Linked DNA regions of Mus musculus: all the other regions are linked to region 1. A link is a contact called in public HiCAR-type and HiChIP or PLAC-seq data. All regions are on one chromosome and are shown on one strand. Each heading gives the region's core, a stretch centred on a gene start, on an enhancer-like site or on the middle of the called end of the contact. The rest is flanking DNA. Distances are from core to core; before and after follow the strand shown.

Region 1 (3,189 bases), core at 197-2,696:
CGCACGCCTTTAATCCCAGCACTTGGGAGGCAGAGGCAGGCGGATTTCTGAGTTCGAGGCCAACCTGGTCTACAGAGTGAGTTCCAGGATAGCCAGGGCTACACAGAGAAACCCTGTCTCGAAAAACCAAAAAAAAAAAAAAAAAAAAAAAAAAGAATGAGTGTGCCATCCCGCAGCAGTTGTGTGGAGATCAAAAGGACAATCAACAGGATTTCTACCATGGGGGATCCGGGAATCGGACTCAAGTAGTCAGGCTTGGCAGCAAGCGCCTCTGCCCGCTGAGCCGTTCCCTGGTCTAGAGAGTACAGATTTAAAGATCCTGGAGTGATACAGAACTGTCAGAGCCTGGTGAAGCAGCGCGGAGGCGTGGCTAGAGGTAGGATTAGTGGGGCGTGGAGCATGCACAGGGCGGGACTGGCGGTGACCAAGGGTGTGGGCGGGGACTGGCTGTGGGAGGGCCTGGCTGTCTGGGACACCGCCTGTCGCGGCCTACTCACAGTTTAAAGTTGAGCACAGCCCCGGCGTTCATCAGTAGCGTCCTGCGGAGGGACAGTAACGGTCAGTAAGGGTCACCCCCACCCCTCTGACTGCCACTCTCCGACCTCTAACACCCCTCATTCATATTACCCGAACAGCAGTATGTCTCCGATCATCCTTACACCCAAGGCGTCCGTCAAACCGGAAACGGAAGCCGTGATGAGGGGCGGAAAGTGGAACGAGAACTGACCAATTCTGAATCAGCATTGGTTGGGTTCGACTGAGGATGTAGCATGATGTCACCTACAGGGCGGAGCTTGGGGTGCGCGCGCGCATGCTCAGTGTTACGTGCCACAGCTGGTCCCTGCTGTTGATGCCGCTCGGGGGTTGGTTGGGCTATGGATTCCGGGCTACAGAAATTGCGCCCTTGACCCTTGAGCCGCCCGTGAACGGCTTGGATATGGATATGGGCGCGGCAGATGCCTGAACTCCAAAAGGACTCCACTTGGGTCCCCACGGAGAACTGCGATCCCGGCTCAGAGTGCATAGAGTCAGGATGACCTCCTGCCTGAGTTGTACCTCCCACGGACCTCCCAGGTCTGACTCGAGTAACCCCACGGAGAATGAGAGTCCTGACCGGACAGACTTACAGAACATAAGGCCTGGATTAAGGTCTACAGAGGATGGATCTTAACTTGTGGGGCCTCCTGAAGCGGGAGGGTCCTAACTTAGTGGATCCAGTCTGGGCTGGGGTCCACAAAGAGGAGGGTTCTGACTTGTGGAGCCTTTTAGAGAGACAAAACCAAACAGAACGTGAGGGTTTGGTTGAGGTCCCCTTGTGGGAGGCGGGGTTCTGACTTTGGATCCTCAGGAATGAAACATGATATTCTTGGCTGAGATCTTCCGAGGGCGCGGGTTTTGAGGGAAATAGGGGTCCTGAATTGGTTAGTCCCATGGAAAAGGGACAGGATTCTAACTACGCAGATGTTTAAGGACAAGATTCCCTCTTGTGTGTGCTGGATGCAGGGGACAGATCGCCTTTTTGGCTCTGTTGAACGAGTTCTGACGTCCCTACGGCCCCGCATTTTGGGCTCCCGGCTGCTAGGAGTCCCCCACCACCCCTCCTCTCCCGAGGGGTGGGGGCAGGCGGGGGGCGGTGCCTGGCAGTGGGGCGGGCTCAGTGGCGAGGGAGCATTCGTCGGGCAGCGGGGCGCGGGACGCACGGGGCCGGGGAGGCGCCCTCCATCGCCATGGACCTGATGTCAGCGCTGAGCCTGGGCGAGCTAGCGCTCAGCTTCTCGCGGGTGCCGCTCTTCCCTGTTTTCGACCTCAGCTACTTCATCGTCTCCATCATCTACCTGAAGTATGAGCCAGGTGAGTCGAGGATTGTAGGAGTTACCAGGAGGGAGGTTGCCCCTAGCTTGATGATGGAGACGAAAGGAGGAGACAGGCTAGATCCTGGAGCTGGATGGGGGAGGAGGCAGAGGCTGAGATCGTGGAGTGCTCCCACGCTCGCGCAGGTGGAGGAGCGAACCCTGGGGACAGAGGCGCTGTGGAAAGGAGGCTGCAAATGAGGTGGGAGGGAAGAAAAGGAGCGCTCTTGTTTACGGTTAGGAGGACAGGTGCTGCGGGGTTGGGGTTGAGGGCGGGGGCAACGAAAAGGCCAGAGTCAGGTTAGAGCAAGGATTCCTGAACTTAATCTTGGGCAAGGGGGATTGATGGTGGCGAAGGTTCCAAATCAAGGATCGGACCTGCCTGGGCGAGGGTCAGATGTTCTGGACGTCAGCTGCCATGACCTCCCTTAACGCCCTTGAATTGACTGCCTGGTGACTATATAAGGACTGGCCATGCTGGGTGCTGCGATCAGGTTCGGGGGAAAGTGACACCCATGTCCCCTCTGTACTGCATCTTTTGGCATCTTCTTCCCTCCCTTCTCACATGCCAGCTGGGCCAGCTCGGGCCTGGGATCCTTCCCACTTATGGAGCCTAAACCGTTCCAGGACAGGGCAACTTTGGGTCAGCTTCCTTTCAAGAGTCAGAGGAGGATAGACCCTACTTCTTTGATTAAAAAAAAAAAAAGTTAATTACTTTTACTTATCTCTGTGTTGTGGGTATGTGTGGAGGTCAGAGGACAGTTTACGGGGGTCACTGGTCAAACTCTGGTGGTCAAATTCATAGACAAGCTCCTTTACCAGCAGAGTCATCTTGCTGCTACCGCACCCCTCCTCCAAATCTGCTTTAATGAGGACAAATGTAGCTCGCCTCTAACCCCAGAACGTAGAACGTAGAGAAAGGAGGAAAGCAAGTTAATTCCAGGACAGCCAGGGCTATTGATGAGTTCTTGTCCAGTGTGACTACAGACCATCTCAAAAACAAACATAAATAAGTGACTACATAAATGAATAAATAAATAAATAAATGCCTCCCTGGAGCGTTCTATTTTTATTACAAGTTCAGTGTAAGCAAATGTGTCGTGTTTGTCTTCTGTAGTTTTAGTTATTCTACTGAACCTTCAAATTTGAAGGACAGGGTAATTTCCTTCCAGGGAAGTTAAGACCCTTCTGTGGGTGGGTATGTAAATTAATTACTTTTGGGGTGACAAAACCAGACTCCTATGTTTGCTTAGGGATGGGGTGGTGCTTCAAGATGGCCCACAGGTGGAAGGAAAAAAAAATCAAGTTTAAAAACAGTGTTCTGATAACCCCAAAAGGG
Region 2 (3,189 bases), core at 298-2,797, 2.5 Mb after region 1:
AGCCCTGGATGTCCTGGAACTCACTTTGTAGACCAGGCTGGCCTCGAACTCAGAAATTCGCCTGCCTCTGCCTCCCAAGTGCTGGGATTAAAGGCGTGCACCACCATGCCCAGGCATAGGACTCTGTCTTTTGACCAGTGAATTTGCTGACTCTGCTTCACTCTGACTTTTGCTAAAATTCTGTTCAGTGCCTAAGTCCAGCATTCCATCTGTACCTGAGGGGAAGCCCCAGCCAACAATGCGGAATTACATCCCTGCTATTGGTGACAACTGTTAAGAACAGCCTCGATTTTGGTCAAGAAGCAAATAAAGCAATCTAAAATAAAATGTGTTAAACCTGTCTTGGCACACAGGGATTACCATGAAATGCTGAGAAAACCAAGTCTTAGATTCACCTGGTATTTTTTTTTAATTGCAAAAATGCTCAAACTTTATTCTCTGTAAATATATGTTTGAATGGTTGCTGCAGCAATAGGTTTCCACTTGTTCGTGTGGATGGGAGGAACTCAAAGGAAAATCTACACTAAGGTTGCTATGCTAAATCTGCCTCCCCCCCCCCCCAAGATTTCCATTTGGAATTTGGCCATGAATTTTGCATGGTTTAAGCATTGCCAAGGAATTAAAAAAGTTCTACAGTCATCATAATTATTCGTCTGAATCTGAATGAAAGAAAACATCCCTGGCTTCCTGGGCTTTGGTACTATCTGAGTAGGGGAAGGTGAGCCACCTGGTCCCAAAGCTGCGGAGACAGCACTCTGGCACCTCCTGCCGGGCTGGAGCAAGAGTACACCTCAGGCATACTGCTTTCTCACAGCAGCTCTGAAAGGGGTGGTTTTCTCATATACTTATTTTAAAGGCAGGGTTTCTTCAGCCTCCCTAGTGCTAGCAGATATGGGGGAGGGCTGATAAGTCTACTTTTTATTTATGTGTCTGTATCCAATTGCTCAGTCATTGCTCCAGTCCGTTTCCTTTTACTTAAAAAAAAAGTGTACTTATGTACAGATACATATATCTTTCTCTCTCTACATCTAACATGTACGTGGCCCATAGAGGCCAGGAGAGGACATTGGGTTCTCTGGAGCAGGAGTCACAGGCAGTTCTGAGCCCCTGACTAGGGTACTGAGAACAGAGACTGGGTCTTCTAAAAGTACAGCAAACGCTATTGACCACCGATCCATCTCTCAAGTCCCACCTTTTTACTTGGGAAAGGGGCTCCCTAAGTCACCCAGGCTGGCCTTGAACTTGCGATCCTCCTGCTTAGACTTTACGAGGAGCGGGGCTGACAGACCTGCGCCACTGGGCTAGGTTTTCTCCGAAGGCCTAAGGTTTAAACGCTCACAAAGCTCCCGAGCCTCTCCGCCATCTTTGCTCGGTTAGCTGCTAGCGCCAAGAACTTTCGCGCCAAAACGTCCAGCCTCACAAAATGGAGACCGGAAAGAGTTGACTCGTGACGTCACCAAGACGCCACAGCCAATCATCTTGGGAACCAGGCCTTGGAGGCGGGACTCAACCGGCGCAGAGCAGTCCAATAGCTATCCGCGGCGCTGAACGAACCAATAGGAGCGCAGAGACCGCGGTGGACAAACGCGGAGGCTGGTTTTTCCCGCGAAAGTCGGCTTCCTCTAGGAGGGCTGAGGTTCGTGTGGCGCGCCGCTGTGAGGTGAGGGAATTGCGGGACCCCGTCTAGGGAAGCTCCCGCCGCCCCGGGGTGCTCAGCTCTCTGTCTCCCTTGACCCAGGTACAGTCATGTCGGGCTTCGACGACCCGGGCATTTTCTACAGCGACAGCTTCGGTGGCGACCCCGGTGCGGAAGAGGGCCAGGCCCGCAAGTCGCAACTGCAGAGGCGATTCAAGGAGTTCCTGAGACAGTACCGAGTGGGCACCGATCGCACGGGCTTCACCTTCAAGTACAGGTGCGACAGTGTCCGTGAACCATTCTTACGGGGGACGCCTTTTCTTGACAGTCCCTCTTCAGGCCTAAATTTAGGATAGAGTGGTCTACAATTAGGTGTCTTTTGAGAGAGGTGGGGGCATTGGTGCCTGTGAGGACCGGGGTGCACAGGCACTGCTGCTGACGGTCCCTCAATGCACCCTTCCTGTCCCTCTGCCCCTTTGTTGACCACTAAAGAGATGAACTCAAGCGGCATTACAACCTGGGTGAATACTGGATCGAGGTGGAGATGGAGGACCTGGCCAGTTTTGACGAGGAACTGGCTGACCACTTGCATAAACAGCCGGCCGAGCACTTACAGCTGGTGAGTAGCACCCATTTCAGAGCCTCCTAAACCCGGGCCCTGCCCCATCATCACCAGCAGCTTATGCCTTTCCTCTTCTTCAGCTTGAGGAAGCTGCCAAGGAGGTGGCAGATGAGGTGACCCGGCCCCGGCCAGCTGGAGATGAGCTGCTCCAAGACATCCAGGTCATGCTCAAGTCAGATGCCAGCCCGTCGAGCATTCGGATTCTGAAGGTAGGAGTTTATTGAATGGCTAGTCAGGGTGGCATGGCCGCTGTGTGGTGCAGAAGGCGTCTGAGACAGGTAGCTTGGAGCACCAGATGTGTGACCCTGACCAAGACATTTGACTTAACTTAGTCTTTATCCTGTGTAAAATTACCTCAATGGGGTTGATGTCTTAAAGGGAAGGCAGAGTTGAGTCTTGCAGAACAACAGTGAGTTCCTATCCATCAGGGAGACTAAAAAAATAGTAAATGCCATCCATAACTGGGAGGCAGAAGTAGAAGCCTGGTGTACATGAGACCCTGTCTCGAAAAGAAAAGAACGTGGGGACAATGTGGCTATTGCTGAGAGGGTAGAGAGTTGAGGAAGAATACTTTAGAGGAAGTGTTGTTGGAGCTGAAATTGATTGATGTGTAGCCAGTCGGGTCAAAACCTTGAAGAGTGTTCCACCAGACTCAGTCTAATGAAGGATTGCAACAGGGAAACCAATGGAAATCATCTCGTAGGTGTCCTCTGGTACAAGTCATTCCTTGATTTAAGCCTGAATCATAATTAAGGCTTAAGCCCTTTAGTTTTGTTTCGTTGTTTTGTTTTTTTCCGAGACAGGGTTTCTCTGTATAGCCCTGGCTGTCCTGGAACTCACTCTGTAGACCAGGCCGGCATTGAATTCAGAAATCCGCCTGCCTCTGCCTCCCGAGTGCTGGGATTAATTGTCCTACATTCTTATCACTGGC
Region 3 (3,189 bases), core at 478-2,977, 2.4 Mb after region 1:
CCCAGCACCTTGCCCAGTGCCTGCTATACCCTGTGCTTTCCATAAGGACTGTTTCAGCGAATAAATGAACGAGTGTATGTTCAGTGATCCAAGAATGATAGTACTGTGGTCAAGAACAGGCTGAGGAGCTGAAGAGATGGCTGCAGGTTAAGAGAATACTACTCTTCCAAAGGACCTGAGTTCAGTTCCCAGCATTCACACTGTACAGTTCATGACTGTCTATAGTCCATCTCCAGGAAATCTGGTGTATTCCTTTGGCTTCTATGAGCATGTGCACACACACCAACAGTTAAAGAAATAGAGGCCATGAATTTGAGAGAAATAAATGGAAAGGGTTGAAAAGAGGGAACATGATCTAATTATATTTATATATAAGAATTAATAGTAGTGCATGATTTTAATCTCAGTGTTCAGGAGGCAGAAGCAGGAGGATTTCTGTGAATTTCAGGCAAGCCTTGTCTACATAATGAGTTCCAGGACAGCCAGGGCTGCTTCCTCCACCCATCCCTCCCGCCAAAACTGCCTACCTCCTGTGACTTTGACAAAGCAAAACAGAAGAGAAATTCCTCCCTAGAGCAGATGAAGGCTGGGTCTTTTCAGTGAGGAGGGCACCAGCTTCTGGTTGCCCTGATGGAGTGAGCACTGTTCACACAGAAGGCTATTATATACTTACACTATGCTACAAAAACAGAGTCTTTATATTAAACCAGGCTCTGGAAATTGTAAATGCTATTGATTTATTGAGTTCTCCTCAATAAATCAGAAGAAACTGTTTTCTCCTGTTTCTTAGAGAAAGAGTAACTTATTTATTTCCATTTTGTGTGTTTTTAGGGGACATTCCTGTGGCAGTCAAACTTGCATGAATCAGTTCTCTCTTTCCACCATGTAAATTTCCGGTGTCAAACACATACCCAGAGATTTGGTGTAAAATATTTTAACCCACTGAACCAATTCACCAGTCCTCTTAACACTTAAACAAAAATTGGTGTGAGCGGTGTAATAATTTGGTGAGAAAACAGCTTGTCTTACAAGTGTATGGTCTTCCACTTCACCTGGGCTACTCTCCAGATGTAAATGCTAAATTACAAATAAATACGGCTATTAACCCTTATCGCTCTGAGTCCGGCAAAGAACAGATTGTCTTGAAATAAACAGCATAACATTCTGTCTTAAATACAAAAGATTTAGGGGTAAAAGGAGAACAAGAAGGGCTACTATTAGGTGACCAGAAAGGACCGAGATTGCGGAGAAGGACCCATGAGTTCCTAAAAGAGAATACAAAGCTAATTGTCTAATTTTAAGTCTGTCATGAAATTTTCGAGGTTTGTATAAGCACGTGGTAGATAAGTACATAAAATTGTAACTGACAGTGAACGTATAAAATCCAAAGCCAAGCTCCATTGCTTCAGAACGACTGTTCTAATTGCATAGAAGTTTACGGAGCTGTAAAGACTTTGGGTTGGGGCAGGTGTTTGGCTACATTAATCTAATTGCCTGATATTTTTTATTCGCAATTTCTTTACAGAAAGATATTTTTATTGAAGAATAAACAGGAGACTTTTGAAATTATTTGTTTAGACCGAGAAGAGATTTCTAGACTAAACCTGCAACGGAGGAGTGTATTCTCAAACGGTACCGCGACCGCGCTCAACAAGCAGGTTTATTCGATGCGCTCGACGCTCTTTCGCCGGCGCGGTAGCCCCGCTGCAGTAGGAGTCTGCGCTCTGGGCTCGACTGAGGCGCCCTTGTTGCTCGCGCTTTTCTCTCCTTCTCCAAGATGGCGGCCGTCGGCGGCGCTGAGGCGGGATCCGAGCGAGCCGAGTGAAGGTAGCGGCGAGCGGAGCCCCCACCAGACCCGTCCGGACCCCCACCCCGGGGCGGCAACGGCCCCGCCCGGCCTCCGCCCACCGCTCCGGCCCCCCGACACCGTCCGGGAGGCGCTTCAGGCCCGCCGCGGCCTAGCTCGGGGGCCAAGCCGGGAACTGGAGTAGCGGCTGCAGCCGCCCCGGGGAAGGGGCTCGAGCGGGCCGCAGGAGGAAGGCGGCGGGAGCTGTTCAAACGGGGAAGGCGGGAAAGCTGCGGGGCCGGGAGGGGGCGTGCGGCCGCCCCAGGGACCCGCGGCCCGCGCCGCCCCTCCCCCTGCGCCGCTGTCTGGGCGCTCCGGGGCGCCGGAGGCCGACGGGACGTGGGAACACGGGTCGGGCGGAGCGCGGCATGGGAGCCGGGGCGCGGGCTACCTGGGGCTGTCAGGAAGAGAGGTCCCGGGCCGGCGGGCGGGAGGGCTGGGCGCGCGGTGAGCGGCGAGCGGGAGAGGATGCCCGGAGCTTCCTGCGCTGCGCAGAGCTTTGTTGAACTAGCGGTTGCAGCAGACCTGCCGAGGTTATCACAGCGGGGACCCCGGGAACGGTGGTCTTGGGGACTGTATGGATAAACGATCTCGTATTGTGTGTGTTCTTTGCGTGCGACTCAGTTTGAACATGCCTTCTTAATTGGAGTCATCTCCATACAGGCCCATTTCCCCCTCCACAACCACTACTTGTAGGTTCACTTTAGTTTATATCATATAGCAGACAAGATATGTCTACCACCCACCCACCCCACCCTTGTTTCCAGTACTGGCTGATTCTATACCCTCGTAGCAAAATACATTTTTAAAAACTGCATCCAAAGTAAAGCCTGTTGATTATGGCTTGTCAAAATTTGGATCGCTGAACTCGTGGAACCGAGTATGTTATCAGCCAATCTGTGCAGTGGTCGTGGTTCCAGTTAGCATTGCAGTGAGAAGATTCAGTGCGCCTTTCTGGCTATGGAGATCTCTGCAAGTTGCGAAGCTGGCAGGGGCTGGAGTGCTGCATAGGTGGGTCCTTGGAAAAGGGTGTGGCAAGAACTCCAACAGATCCAAGAAGGAAGGAAACCCACTGAAGTAAGAATTCACCTGTGCTATCCTAGAAGTAGCAACAAAATATCAGAATCTGCCAACAGCTGGATGTGTTTCTTCCTTTGACTGCATGGACTGGCAATCTAAGTTCCTAAAAACAGCCTTGGAGGAAACTCCCGTCTGGAGGAGACAGACCTTCCTTGCCCAGTTTACTGGGTGGATTTTCTTTCTTTTTCAATTCTCCGATCTGTTCTGGGATGATGATAACGATTAGCGATTGCTGGAACTGAGATTACCTCCAAAAACTTAGT
Region 4 (3,189 bases), core at 447-2,946, 2.3 Mb after region 1:
CACTGACTTTTAGTTCAAAATAAAGCAATGGAGATATACATAGCACTCTCTTTCTGTGATTTCATTAGATCAAGATGCATAAATTTAACTGTTGTGTGAGCAAACTGTCCATTTGTCCAACTTGCTGTTTGTTAACACACCTCTCCTAGATTTCTTTACTTGACCCAAGTGAAACATTAACCTAAAACCAAGATGAGGAGACAGAAATGAAATGCCAATTAATTTCAAACTCAGAAAGTAAATATATATAAGAACACCAGACTGGTTGCTGTCTTCATGAATTTGTTTCAGGCTTTGAGGAAAGCACCAGGATCTATTCAGAGAGCCAATCATGTGACTCGGCTGCCTGCAGAGCAGGAGTAGACATCCCATAAACCACTTAAGGCTTCTGACTCACTAACACTCTCCACTTTGCTCTCGCCCCTCCCTTGGAGCCTGCAATCAATCAATCAGAAGATGGCGGCTTCACTGTTGGAAAATCCCTGCTTCTTCCAGCTGGCATGAGCCTCTGTAGATCACTGCAGAACCTAATCTCTCCCCACTAAATCAGAGATTCTGGCACTTCCAGAAGATCTGCTCCTGAACAGGACCTCTTCGTCTGTTTCCCCATCTCAGGGAAGTCCTCCGTCTTCTAACTCCTCCCCCTCCAACTCAAAGAAAGGGGAACAACTGTGCCTACCCCACATCCCCCTGTAGAGAGGTCTGCATTCTAACATGAGGTTCACATTCACAGTTGGTTAGGGCATTGGTCATTCTGTGTTGTAACACTCTGAGGCTTCGCAGGACAGTCCTTAAATTCCTCCTGTCACTCCATCCCCTGTACCCCTTTGTTCTGAGCCTCGGTTTCTCCATATGCCCTACACACGCTTTAGAATGCCTTCCCTGCTCTAGCACTGGTAAGCCAAGAAACACATCTGTGAGGGACTACCCCTGGCTGAGCCTCACCCATCACACCCAGGTTCACCCTATAAACCTCTGCAAATCCCACAAATTCTCCTAAGTGTTTTAACACATTTCGCTGCGCCTTGGCCGTTCCTCCCCCACCTTCTGCTCTTCTGTTCCACCTGGCCATTTCTTCAGCACCACGCCTCTGCAAGGCATCCTGTGTCTATCCTCCAATCCTGGCTGTTTCCCTCAGCTCTCCACCCAACACCTGCATCCCATCCCATCTCCTAGGGTGGGGACTTGTTTCCCTTATCAGCCCACCCTCCTCCTTGGTTACACATTTCTCTGAGCAGAATTCCTGGCAAGATAGAGCAGTGACTGTCAGCTCCAAGCCCAGAGTTTACTGGACTGGGAATCTTTGTGGCTGTCTTGAAGACAGTAAAGGGTGATCAAGCAGGAAAAATTAATAAGGAAACCCCAAAAGAAGGAGAAACGAGTGGCTAAAGAATTTACTATGTGACTGGAAGTCAGGGAGAAGAGAACAGAATAAAGCCAACACCAGCCCAGAGAGCACTGGCCTCAGACCACAGGCCTGAGGTAAAAGTGAGCACAGACCCCCGCAGGGAGCCAGCATCGACCTTAGCCTCTACCTGAAGATCTGCAGAGGCACAGGAGCCCTGGAAGTCTCATTCCTGAGACTGGAAGCTGGGTTGAGGAAGTCCAGAAGGGCCTCTGAGAAGACCTTTCAGCCACAAAGAGGCTCAGGGTTCACTTGGCCATCTAGGGCCCATAGGTGGCAGCCTAGCCTCCCAGGGACTGCCTGAAGCCAGCAGGAAGGGGACACAAGTCAGAGAGAGGACAAAGGTGGATGCTGGCTCCAAACCTCATCCCACCAACCCTGCCTGTTTTCTCTTTGTTTTCTGGTACCATTACTCAGTTCGCTCCAGGATCCTTGCCTAGGCTGGTAACTGTGAAAGCCTCCACCACCAAGAAGATCCTCTCTGGAAAATTGAACCTCTATTTGGTGACAACTATAGACCTGTGGATAGAGGACAAGTGCCTACCAGCTCTTCTGCTGGAAGCCACCTCCTAGTCTTAAAGGTGTTCAAGGTCCATGGAAGTCCCTGTGTCCAAGGAATTGTGGCTGAATTACCCAGCATCAGGATTCCCAATCACCACCTCTGTGTCCCCAGAAGCTCCGGGAAGAAAATATACCACCCTCTGCTGGCATCTCCCTGGGCACACACAGAGTGTTCCTCCTAGCAGCAGGGCTAGGCCATGGCAGGCCCTACGATCCACAGGGACATGGAGAAGAGTTCAGGATACTGTGAAGCCCCAGAGAATCTGGGCTTGTCCTTCTCCATTGAGGCAATCCTGAAGAAACCCACAGAAAGAAGAAGTTTGCCCAGACCACAAAGCATTTGTAAAGAGGACTCCAGGCAGACAACTATCCCAGGTTCCAAGCTGGAGAGGCCCCCACAGGATCAGCCCCAAGGTAAGTGATTTCTGGTCATTTTCTTTTGTTCTTGGGGAAGGGGTGGGAGACTCAAATGATCTCTGTCAATAAAATAGGGGGGCTGTGACATCCAAAGGGATAGTAGGTCTTAAACAAGTTGCTTTTTAAGCCTTTCAGTCTAATATACAACTGTGGTATTCAGAGTGCATAAACACATAGGCTCAGGTCATTGTGATGTGCAGGGGCCCAGAGCTTATCCTTGTGACCAGGCCATGGCTGGGAATTATCAGTCACATTCATTCTGCACTGATGAGGTGGTGGGCACTTTCCTTCCATTTGGACAGAGATTGTGATAACTGGACTAATAAGAAAAGAGATGGATAATGTTACCAAGTTATAAAGCTGGAAGTCACAATCTGAACTCAGGGCCTGGAACCCCAAAGCCTTACTTCTAGCACATTCTCCCCATGAGCTGAGCTCAGCCTGCATGGCTTCTAGTAGCTGAAACTTTGTCGGGGTCTGTCCTCACAGAGTCCCCAAACCCAAGTCTGTATTCACCAGAGGGAATGCACCTAAATAAGTAAGCAGATAGTTGTCAGGCTCTCATTCAAGCCAGCATCCACTCAGGGTGGTGGATACCCTAGGTGTAAGAGCTAGGGAGCTGTGTGACTCTAGATGAGTTCCTGTCCTCTCTGATCTCAGCTTTACTCTGTGAAACAGTTCGATAAATGTGGGGTGGGGTGGGGAGTGATGTTGGTGCTTATGAAATTTCAAAGACCATTTGGTCAGGAGTCTGTAGGCCAGGAGTGTCTCACATCAGACCCAGCTCTTACCCCTTTCCACACTTT

Evidence for each region. HiCAR-type assays count read pairs that join an accessible place to other places. HiChIP or PLAC-seq counts read pairs in DNA pulled down with a chosen protein or histone mark.
Region 2: a HiCAR-type map of astrocytes shows a contact between it and region 1, with 9 times the contacts expected there. The contact joins the promoter of Mcm5 here to the promoter of Tmem38a in region 1. A contact is called at or near these places in 1 of 39 promoter capture datasets (embryonic stem cells), 6 of 115 datasets of contacts at active chromatin or transcription factors (astrocytes, embryonic hindbrain, embryonic stem cells and 2 more) and 2 of 9 other capture datasets (adipose tissue and embryonic stem cells).
Region 3: a contact with region 1 is called in an RNA polymerase II HiChIP or PLAC-seq map of embryonic stem cells, with 11 times the contacts expected there. The contact joins the promoter of Hmgxb4 here to the promoter of Tmem38a in region 1. A contact is called at or near these places in 6 of 39 promoter capture datasets (the 3T3-L1 cell line, cranial neural crest, embryonic stem cells and 2 more), 1 of 484 Hi-C or Micro-C datasets (uterus), 15 of 115 datasets of contacts at active chromatin or transcription factors (VIP interneurons, astrocytes, differentiating embryonic stem cells and 7 more) and 1 of 9 other capture datasets (embryonic stem cells).
Region 4: an H3K4me3 HiChIP or PLAC-seq map of embryonic forebrain shows a contact between it and region 1, with 6 times the contacts expected there. The contact joins the promoter of Isx here to the promoter of Tmem38a in region 1. A contact is called at or near these places in 2 of 39 promoter capture datasets (embryonic stem cells and hippocampal neurons) and 3 of 115 datasets of contacts at active chromatin or transcription factors (embryonic forebrain, forebrain and stem cell-derived neural progenitor cells).

Annotation. Positions count from the first base shown.
Region 1 is chr8:72,570,377-72,573,565 of GRCm38.p6, forward strand. It overlaps Tmem38a (transmembrane protein 38A), which reads left to right and starts at 1,447. Exons shown (of 6, transcript NM_144534.2): 1 at 1,447-1,851. The coding sequence starts at 1,728. It overlaps Smim7 (small integral membrane protein 7), which reads right to left and starts at 672. Exons shown (of 5, transcript NM_172396.3): 1 at 628-672; 2 at 498-539. The coding sequence starts at 653.
Region 2 is chr8:75,107,962-75,111,150 of GRCm38.p6, forward strand. Mcm5 (minichromosome maintenance complex component 5) reads left to right here and starts at 1,548. Exons shown (of 17, transcript NM_008566.3): 1 at 1,548-1,660; 2 at 1,739-1,913; 3 at 2,129-2,255; 4 at 2,339-2,467. The coding sequence starts at 1,747.
Region 3 is chr8:74,991,923-74,995,111 of GRCm38.p6, forward strand. Hmgxb4 (HMG box domain containing 4) reads left to right here and starts at 1,728. Exons shown (of 11, transcript NM_178017.2): 1 at 1,728-1,827.
Region 4 is chr8:74,871,478-74,874,666 of GRCm38.p6, forward strand. It overlaps Isx (intestine specific homeobox), which reads left to right and starts at 1,697. Exons shown (of 4, transcript NM_027837.3): 1 at 1,697-2,380. The coding sequence starts at 2,164.